2 separate regions of the Macaca mulatta genome follow, and region 2 is linked to region 1. A link is a contact called in public Hi-C data. All regions are on one chromosome and are shown on one strand. Each heading gives the region's core, a stretch centred on a gene start, on an enhancer-like site or on the middle of the called end of the contact. The rest is flanking DNA. Distances are from core to core; before and after follow the strand shown.

What was found. A called contact is a pair of places that touch in the nucleus more often than the background predicts.
Region 2: a Hi-C map of fetal cortex germinal zone shows a contact between it and region 1, with 3 times the contacts expected there. The contact joins two enhancer-like sites. A contact is called at or near these places in 4 of 14 Hi-C or Micro-C datasets (cortical neurons, fetal cortex germinal zone, fetal cortical plate and 1 more).

Annotation. Positions count from the first base shown.
Region 1 is chr16:61,893,863-61,898,474 of T2T-MMU8v2.0, forward strand. SKAP1 (src kinase associated phosphoprotein 1) reads left to right here. Exons shown (of 15, transcript XR_013406615.1): 14 at 3,092-3,135. SNX11 (sorting nexin 11) reads right to left here. Exons shown (of 7, transcript NM_001260785.1): 7 at 3,390-4,612. Among named protein-coding and RNA genes, the nearest start is that of SNX11, 15 kb to the right of the region's middle. Within about 2 kb of position 2,804, at least 8 of the 40 cell types and tissues checked have an H3K27ac peak or open chromatin away from gene starts, as enhancers often do. A contact at or near this core is called in fetal cortex germinal zone, where this site is marked.
Region 2 is chr16:61,996,549-62,001,160 of T2T-MMU8v2.0, forward strand. COPZ2 (COPI coat complex subunit zeta 2) reads left to right here. Exons shown (of 9, transcript NM_001266783.2): 9 at 1,133-1,434. The coding sequence ends at 1,180. Among named protein-coding and RNA genes, the nearest start is that of MIR152, 12 kb to the left of the region's middle. Within about 2 kb of position 2,338, at least 23 of the 40 cell types and tissues checked have an H3K27ac peak or open chromatin away from gene starts, as enhancers often do. A contact at or near this core is called in fetal cortex germinal zone, where this site is marked.

The DNA of each region.
Region 1 (4,612 bases), core at 1,554-4,053:
GCACTTTGGGAGGCCAAGGAGGGCAGATACCCGAGGTCAGGAGTTTGAGACCAGCCTGGCCAACATGGTGAAACCTCATCTCTAAAAAAAATACAAAAATTAGCCAGGCGTGGTGGCAGACACCTGTAGTCCCAGCTACTTAGAAGGCTGAGGCAGGAGAATCACTTGAACCCGGGAGGTGGAGCTTGCAGTGAGCCAAGATCACGCCACTGCACTCCAGCCTGGGCAACAGAGCGAGACTCCATCTCCAAAAAAAAAGTATAGTGGCTAAGAACAGGAAAGGGGGAACTCATCGACAGTTTAAAGAAAGGTACTTTAAACCAGACTCTGAGCCTTTTACAGAACTGAGTCCTGCTGGCAGAGGGCCGCCCCTCCAGCTTAGAATCGCTGCCCAGTGCTCCACTAAGGAAGGGGTATGTCGTGCTGCAATGGTTATCTGTTTGGCTTTAGCTGCTTCTCAGCTGGCTGCTCATACGTAAATCCACAGATGCCACTCCAGCCTCTGATTTAATGCTCCTGCAGCCTCAGTGAGGCAGGCCGGGAGCTGGTCTATTCCCCTTTCTACCCCCAACCCCTCCTCACATCAAATCCTTCCAATTCTCACACCACTGTCCACCCCACCCCTAGGGTGTTAAGGATATTCTGCAAGAGCTGAGGCATATAAACAAATTCACATACATGGAACTAACTTAATGCCCAATCAGATTGTTAAAAAGTCATGATCAGGCCGGGCGCCGTGACTCACGCTTGTAATCCTAGTACTTTGGGAGGCCGAAGCAAGCGGATTACTTGAGGTCAGGAGTTTGAGACCAGCCTGGCCAACATGGTGAAACCCCATCTATAATAACAATACAAAAATTAGCCAGGCGTGGTGGCAGATGCCTGTAATCCCAGTTATTCAGGAGGCTGAGGAAAGAGAATCACTTGAACCTGGGAGACAGAAGTTGCAGTGAACTGAGATCACACCACTGCACTCCAGACTGGGTTACAGAGCAAGACTCCATCTCAAAAGAAAAAAAAGTCATGATCACCTCCCAAGCAAAGCTAACAGAGAGGATAGGAGGTACCCTGGACTCGGTCATATGGATCTAAGGCCTTAGCATGAGAAAACTAAGGACTGTGAAAGAGCTCTGATTTGTGAGGACAATTCTGAAAAGCCCTGCAGGGTTGCTTTTTTTTTTTTCCTTGAATGTAGTGGTAGACTTTTTCTTTTTTGGGGTGGCAGGGGACTTGTCTCACAGAGCTCGGAAAGTATCTCTCATGTGAACATACTCCACCATCATCTAAAAACATGCTTTTTAAAAAACCACACTTGGATGGGCACAGTGGCTCACGCCTGTAATCCAAGCACTTTGGGAGGCCGAGGCAGGTGGATCACTTGAGGTCAGGAGTTCGAGACCAGTCTGGCCAACATGATGAAACACAGTCTCTACTAAAAATACAAAAATTGCCAAGCATAGTGGCTCACACCTGTAATCCCAGCACTTTGGGAGAGTGACGTAGATGGATCATGAGGTCAGGAGATCGAGACCATCCTGGCCAACATGGTGAAACCCCATCTCTACTAAAAATACAAAAATTAGCTGGACGTGGTGGCATGCGCCTGTAGTCCCAGCTACTTGGGAGCCTGAGGCAGGAGAATCGCTTGAACCCGGGAGGCGGAGGTTGCAGTGAGCCAAGATGGCGCCACTGCACTTTAGTCTGGCAACAGAGCGAGACTCCATGTCAAAAAATAATAATAATAAATCAATAAAATAAAAATACAAAAATTAGCCGGGTGAGGTGGCAGGCCCATGTAATCCCAGCTACTTGGGAGGCTGAGGCAGGAGAACTGCTTGACCCCAGGAGGTGGAGGTTGTGGTGAGTTGAGATTGTACCACTGCACTCCAGCCTGGGCGGCAAAGGGAGACTCCATCTCAAAAAAAAAAAAAAAAAAAAATTGAGCTCAGTTTCCTCAATGAAAAAAGGAGCATATACCTACCCTACTTTCCTCGCGAGGCACTGAAAAGGGCCAATAAAATTATGCTTATAAAACTTAGTGTTTTAATGGTAAGAAACCCCCCCACACACAAACACATTTCCTCCCACCAAACAAACAATCCCCACAAGCTTGGAATCAGTCATCCTGGGTTATGGATGACTAGATGTGGGCCATGGAGGTATCTGACAGAAGAAAGGTGACTAAATCAGGACAGAACTTGACTCAAAACTAAATTCTAAACATTTTTATCCTACAAACAGTTCAATGAGCCACTACCCCCAGCTAATCCTCCATCTTTCATAGAGGTCATCAGCCACAGTGGCTAGACCTGGGCACACGCAGGAACAGAGCAAAACAGAAGAGGGGCCTATGGCACTATCTGGATGGAGAGAAAAACTCATGTGTGCTATTTTTCTGATGGCCCTAGGCCTGTATTATTAGAAAAGTGCTTTCCTTCCTAGGACTTCTCCTTCTAAGGCCTATACTCAACTAAGAGAGAGACTGAAAGGAGATGGTGCCTGGCCTTAGATTAACTGAGGTGCTGTTGTATGCACGCTGCTAATGGATCATTAAAAAAGCTGGGAGTCAGAAAAATCACATCCATGTCTTTGAATGGCTCCTGCTGTCCCAGCAGCCTAGCCTGCTGGCAGAACTAGCTGCTGAGCACCAACTCCAGGAAGAAAAGGAGCAAATAGAAGAAGTCCAACCCAGCTTGCTGTTTTTTGGCTGAGTAGGGAATTGACACAGACCACCTCCGGCTCCTGTCTGGAAGTATGGAGATCAGAGAGCTTCAGGCACAGCTGGGTTCACAGCTGCACCATTTGGAGCACTGGGCTCATTAATATTCATGAGCCATCCCCACCAATCGGCAAAGCGGATGCCATTAGCTTAGCATCTGTCGGGTTTTTGTGAGGGTTGCGCGTGGAGTTTTTTTCCCCTTTTAAATGAACTTCTTCTGACATTTTGGATTTGCCTCTGTAGGTTTTCTATCCTCGCCTTGCTCTGCTGCATCATATAAAGGAGAGACCCAGGGGAGGCGGGCAGGAAAGAGGGATGAATACCAGCCAGGGCTTTGCATCTGCCTGTTGACAAACTTTATTTCTCTTTCAGCACCTGGCACCTCAGACAGGCTGCGAGGATGGAAGCAGCATCAGGTAAATTATACCTAACAAGGTTCATGCCCAGAACTGTGAGAAGAGTTGGATCCCAGCTCTTTGGAAGACAATCCTTCCTCCAGTGGTGAAGTTGAGCTGCACACACAATGCAGGAGGGCTACAGAGCACAGTTCTAAACCATTATTTCCATGCTGATAAATTCATGATTTATGAAAGGAACTACTGCCAGCCCTCACTCCCTCCCTCTCTGCTACAGCTTGTTAGACACAAATTGCCAACAACAATCTTAAATACTTGCATTTTATTTCAGGCCAAAGCCCCTCCACTCTGAACTAAATGCCATGACAGTCCCACAGCATAGGCTGGTAGTAAAAGAGCCCACAGACAGGGTAGGATAGTGAGAGGAGGGAGGAGTGGGTGAGAGGCAGGGGAAGAATCACACAAGCAAACCTAAGAGTAAAGCAATGCAGAATGCCTGTGGCACTCGGCTCCTACCAGCTCTGGCTCTCAGTGGAGATGAAGAATGGCAGCAGGAGGCGAGAATGCCTCATTGTCTGAAGGAGAGCGTGTTGTTCCTCATCTCCATCCCCAGAGCCCTCTCTTTCAGGCAGGCAGAAACAAAGCCCTCGCACCCCCACTGGACTGCTCAATACAGCAGAGATGCTCGCGGTGGAAGCCCTGGAGGCAGGGAGCTGTTACCAAAGGAGAAGAAAAGGATTCAAAAAAGAAAGGAGCCCACTCTAACCCTGCAGAAAAGATAGCCACGTCTCCGCTTTATAACCAGAAGAGACAGTGACAGCCCCGACAGTCTTTTCCAAAATAAAGGCTCCTGGCTGTTGTTGTTTCTTCTGGCTGTGGCCAGCCACTTCTCTCTCAGGCATGACCATGAGCTGTTGTGCAGGTCTCAGGCTCCACTCAGCCAGGCTAAGGTCTCGGGACATAAATCCCCAGCAGCAGAAGTCACAGCACCAGTTCCATTCAGTGGTATCATTGAAAGAAAAAGCAAGAAGGTGGGAGAGTAAATATTCATCCCACTGTCCATGCAAGAAGGTAGGCAAGAGGCCAGCCTCCCAGAAACAAAGTGCTCTAGGGCTACAGTAGAAACTGAAGCCAGCCAAGATGGGGATACAACACAACCACTCCCGTTGGGACAATGTTCAATATGGCAGCTTAGAATTGCCACATACAGGTCCCCAAAACTGGTCACCTGAGGAGATACTCCTGGTCCTACATACAAATGACCTACAAAAACTCAGCCCCCAGGAGAGTAATATGGGGTTCTGTTCAAAATCAACAGCCCCTGGGCCTTATGCTTAACTTACAAACATCTGCACAGTATTTATTCCCATGGAAGAGGCATACGGGGCTGTTATGACTGACCTCTGTCAATCAGCCCAAACAAAGGCGACTAGAAGACACTAAGCAGCCCAGCCTCCCACAATACCTGCCCTGTGCCCAGTCCCACATGAGTAAGTCTCCTGGCCCGTATCTTCTCTGACCATCTCAGAGCAGAACC
Region 2 (4,612 bases), core at 1,088-3,587, 100 kb after region 1:
GTTTCCTTATACCATGCTGGAATGAATGCAGCTACAAGGCAATTTTCAGGGTGGAAAGAGGGTAGGGAGTAATGAGCAGAGCAGATAAGAACACGGGTGCTCATGGGAGTCATCCCAGGATACATGTTCAACCTTACCACCTAAAGCTGGGTGACCTAGGGCAAGTTACTCAACCTCTCTGGGCCTCACATAACAGGACCCTCCTCATGGAGTTATGACAATTCAATGAGCCAATGCATGGCAAGCTCTTAGCAGGGCTCCAAGCAAGTTAACACATGCTGAATAACCATCAGTATTTCTCCAAAGGGAGAAAGAATGAAAACAGCATTTTTAATGGAATTCTGGAGTAAAAACAAAGCAAGCTACAGGTGGCCAATGGGCGATAAAATGAGGACAAAGTTAGATTCCGGCTAGGAGAATCAGGGGAACCCTAAGCCACTGTCCCCAAGAGAGGAGGGAGATTGTGCAGGAGGAGGAGACAGACACAGTGTTCCCTCCTTCTCTAGAAGGGAATGAGGCTGAGTGGCTGAAGGGACAACCTACCTGAGGGACACACCTGGTGTCCTGTCCCCCTCTCCTGCTTTGGCATTGTGCATGCGTGCGTACACTTGTATGGATTTGTGTAAGCACTGGTCTGAGACTTTCCACCAGGCATCCCACCGCAGGGTCTGGCCGGCCACCCTTTGCCAGCTATGCCACATCAGCAGTGGGTTGGGGTGGGGTGTTGAGGACACATTGCCAGTCATGGCCAGAGCTAGGGGTTTGCTGAGGCGTCAGCACAGGGAGTGTCACGCCTCGGCCCCATCTCTGCCTGGACGTGGCACTGTGGGCGGGAACTCTCATGGCATGACAGCGGGGAGACAGGCTGCTGACACACCCACGCTGCAGATGCAGGAGCCAGAGGTCTGGGCAGGCTTGGCCCTGAGGTGGGAGCTGGCTGCAGCCGGTTTCCTCTGCGCTTTCTGACTTGAAGGGTTGGCCGCGTTTAAGCCAAGCGGAGACAAGATGCTGCCACCTAGTGACTGGGGGTTGCAGGGGCGCTTAGGGAAGGTGGGCTGTGGACCTCCCCATGACTGTATGTGGAGGCATTTGACATTCTCAATTCTCTCTCAACCTCCCCACCCCACCCCAGGTTCTTCAGTCTGCCAAGGAACAAATTAAATGGTCCTTATTGAAATGAAGGCTGTGGATTCAAGGCTCCCTGCCCCCCAGACCATTTCCCCAATCCTGGCAAAAGCCCAGAGATCCCACGGTCAGGAGAGACCCCTCTGCATCCCCAGGTCCCTCCCGGAACTGATTCCTAAGGTCTCCAGCCAGAGATTCTGAGATGCAAAGGTTTGGCCTCAGGAGAGTCACCTCTTCTCACTGCCTTGGCCTTAACTCATACCTTAGGCATTCCTGGCCCCAGGGCCCTAATAAACCTGCTTTTGTCTTCTGCCAAGGGTCTCCTTCTCTCTTGGCCTAGGAAGTGTGTGTGTGTGTGTGTGTGTGTGTGTGTGTGTGTGTGTGTGTGTGTGTGTGTGTGTGTGTGTGTGTGTGTGTGTGTGTGTGTGTGTGTGTGTGTGTGTGTGTGTGTGTGTGTGTGTGTGTGTGTGTGTGTTTTCAGATAAAGGCCCCTGCACTTCCTGTGGCTCGTCGTGGGGATATCCAGTACCACGGTGGGGCATGTCCCTGTGGTTGTGTGACTGGGGAGAGATGTGGGACAAGGGAAAGGGTACTATTTAACACCAGGGGGAGGGGGATGCGACGCTGATACCACGGAGCCCCATGTGTGGCGCATACTGCCAGGTAGGGGAGAGCAAAGGATGGTACCCCTATTTTGCGATGCAGTACAGATATGGCGGCTCCGCTGGGGATTCCTTGAGTCATTTTTTCCATTCCCAGCCTCCAGAAGGGAAGGGAGTAAGGCTTCCTCTGAACAAACCGAGAAACAGCACGGCTATTTTTCTTGGCATGCCTGGAACCGTAGAATTCCATCCTGGCATACATCCTGGGCACTACAGCTCTCTGCAAGCTTTCGGGTGGTGGGGGCAAGGAAGCATCGCCAGCCCCCACCGTGCACGTGTCCTGAGCACCCTGTGCGCTGCAGAGGGTGTGAAGAATTGCAGGTCGGGAGGGAGAGGAGGGTGGAAGGGTGTCCCAGGGACAAACGGGAAGAGTGGAGATTGTATAGCCTTTCTGGGCGACACGACTTCCCTTCTCTGTCGCCGTCCCAGAACCTCTGTTTTCTCCCTTCCATTCTCTGACGCGTACACTTTCTGCGTCCCTGTAAATCCATCCCTGAGCCTGTCTAGCGTTGCGTCCCGGGACAGCTCGTTTCCCTCGATCCTTTGCGGACTGCAGCTGGTGGCTCACGCTCCACCCTGGCCCCGCCCCTCGCGTGCGCTGAGCACTGTGGGAAGCCCCGCCCCAGGAAAGCATCCGCGATCTTATAGTGCCACCTGCAGGGACAGGCGGGAAACGCGCTCCCGCCGGGGCCGCCCCGCTGACTAACTCCGCCCCCAGGGCGGGCCAGACTCCAGCTCCTGGGCGTTACTCATTGGTTTCCGACACCGGCGACAGGACGTTGCCCTAGCAACCTGCACGCGTGACCCATCCTGCTAGTTCCGCGCCAGCGTGGGCACAGGAATTTCAGCGAGGGAGGGAAAGTGGCGAGACGTGGACGTTAATAGAAGTTGTCCCTGCGGTTTTCAAGTCCTACATTATAAAACTGTTTAAGATTGAACATTTATAACGGGCTTGACTACTTCTACAATTAGAGAAAATGATACAGTCATGTAAACATTTACATTGTAAGCGCTGGGTGCATAATCCATCCGAGTAAATAATGCAAAATGGCAACTCTTGGAAGGGGAGAAAAAAAGAGTATTCGGTTAAATTCCGTGGAGTTCAGGGGCTACTATGGCGACAAGAAAGGAGACATTTTCTAGAAGTATTTTGGCAAATACGCGGCCACACCCAGGGCTTGGCTCCCTCCACCACCCTTAAGCGACCGCAAGGAGGGACTGGGAAATGCGCTTCCTAGCAACGCGGTCGCGCCTGCCTCGGCCCTGCCATTCCAATGTAGCAGGGACGGGAATGGAAAGGGACAGGCAGGAGCCGGGCACTTCACACAAACTAGCTCACCGAATCCTGTGAATTACGCCATGCTCTCCCCATTTTACGGAGGGGAACACCGAGGCTCAGGTTGAAGTGTTTGGTGCAGTTTCCGCAGAGCGGGGCTCCGGATTGGGGAACTGCTGGGGACAGGTGGCTTTCTCGCGCATCCCTGCCCTAGGCTCATCCGAACCCCTGGCTCACACAGGAACCGTACTGGGTTAAAAGGAAGGAGCTGAGGGTGCATGGCAATGACGAGAGGCGACCAGAAAGGTGTCCTCGTCCGCGATGGCTGAGGGATTGCTGGGAGCGGCGCTGCTCCGAAGCAGCCGACGGACCCACGCCGCAGCGGAGAGGACAGCGCAGAGCGGGCTGCGCAGCACTGCCAGAGGAGCCGGGAGGGCCGGCAGGGAAGGGCGCTACCCCTTCCCGAGGACCCCGAGTTTGCAGGCCCAGCTTTCTGGGGGCTGAGGCAGAGACCCCGCTGGGGGTGGAGGGCCGCCGGCTGCTGTGCCCCCAGCTCCCACGTGGCGCCCGCAGCCCAGCAGAGCCGCCAGGATGACGAGCCTGGCCTGCCGCCCAGAGTCCTGCCCTCTGGCACCGGCTTCCTCCAGACGGCCTCATTAGCGCTGCCACAGGCCGGAGTCGGCGGGCGCGGAGGGGAGCGCGGGGGCCTGGTTTTCGGGAAGGGCGGCCGGCGGTTCCGGGTGGGAGGGCAGCCAGGGCCTGCCTTCCAGTCTCCTGCCATCCCTAGGGTCCCTCTGCATCTTTCTGCATTCCTCCACCCTCTTGCCCTCGTGGGCTATCCTGCCGGCCCCAAGTGTATAAGGGAAGGGGGCCTCAGGGTCTCTTCTTTCCTCCAGCAGAATGGGCACCAGGACACGTCTGAAACCCAGAACCCAGGAGCCAGGGCCCAGCCAGACGGCACGCACAGAAACACCGGCCCCTGGGCTCTGGCGCGGAATAGGACGCCAGCAACACGCAGACCCAACCCGGGGCGCAGAGGTAGCGCGGCCTGGCCCTGGGATCCCTTTTATACCACTTAGAGCCTCGCACGCCCCCTGCCTTCCGGCTATTGGCTGGCAGGAAGGCGGGGCTCGTCGGGTTGGCTGGCATCCAGGCGGTGATGGATGGCTCCCCGCTGGCGGGACCGCAGCCGGGCTGGGCGCTTTGCAGGACTGCAAAGATTGGCGGGGGTGGGGCCAGCTAGGCCTGGGTGTGGGTTGTAGGGGGGCGATGAGCAGGACACCGCCTGAGGCTCAAATTTTCTGTGCTCTTAACCACCCTTTGAAACTTTGCTGTATAGCGAAAAAAAACCCAAAAAACCAAAAAACCTTACCTCTAAATTCCTGCTAGATACCCTTTAACTTTGGAGGCCGATGCAGGTAATGTTGAATAATTTACCCAAAACAGTCTGGGCACAACCTTACAGACCTCCATTTCCTTCCAATTTGGGTCTCATTCATTCAATAATATTTGTTTGTTGATTCATTCTTTCAAATATTTGAGTGTTTGC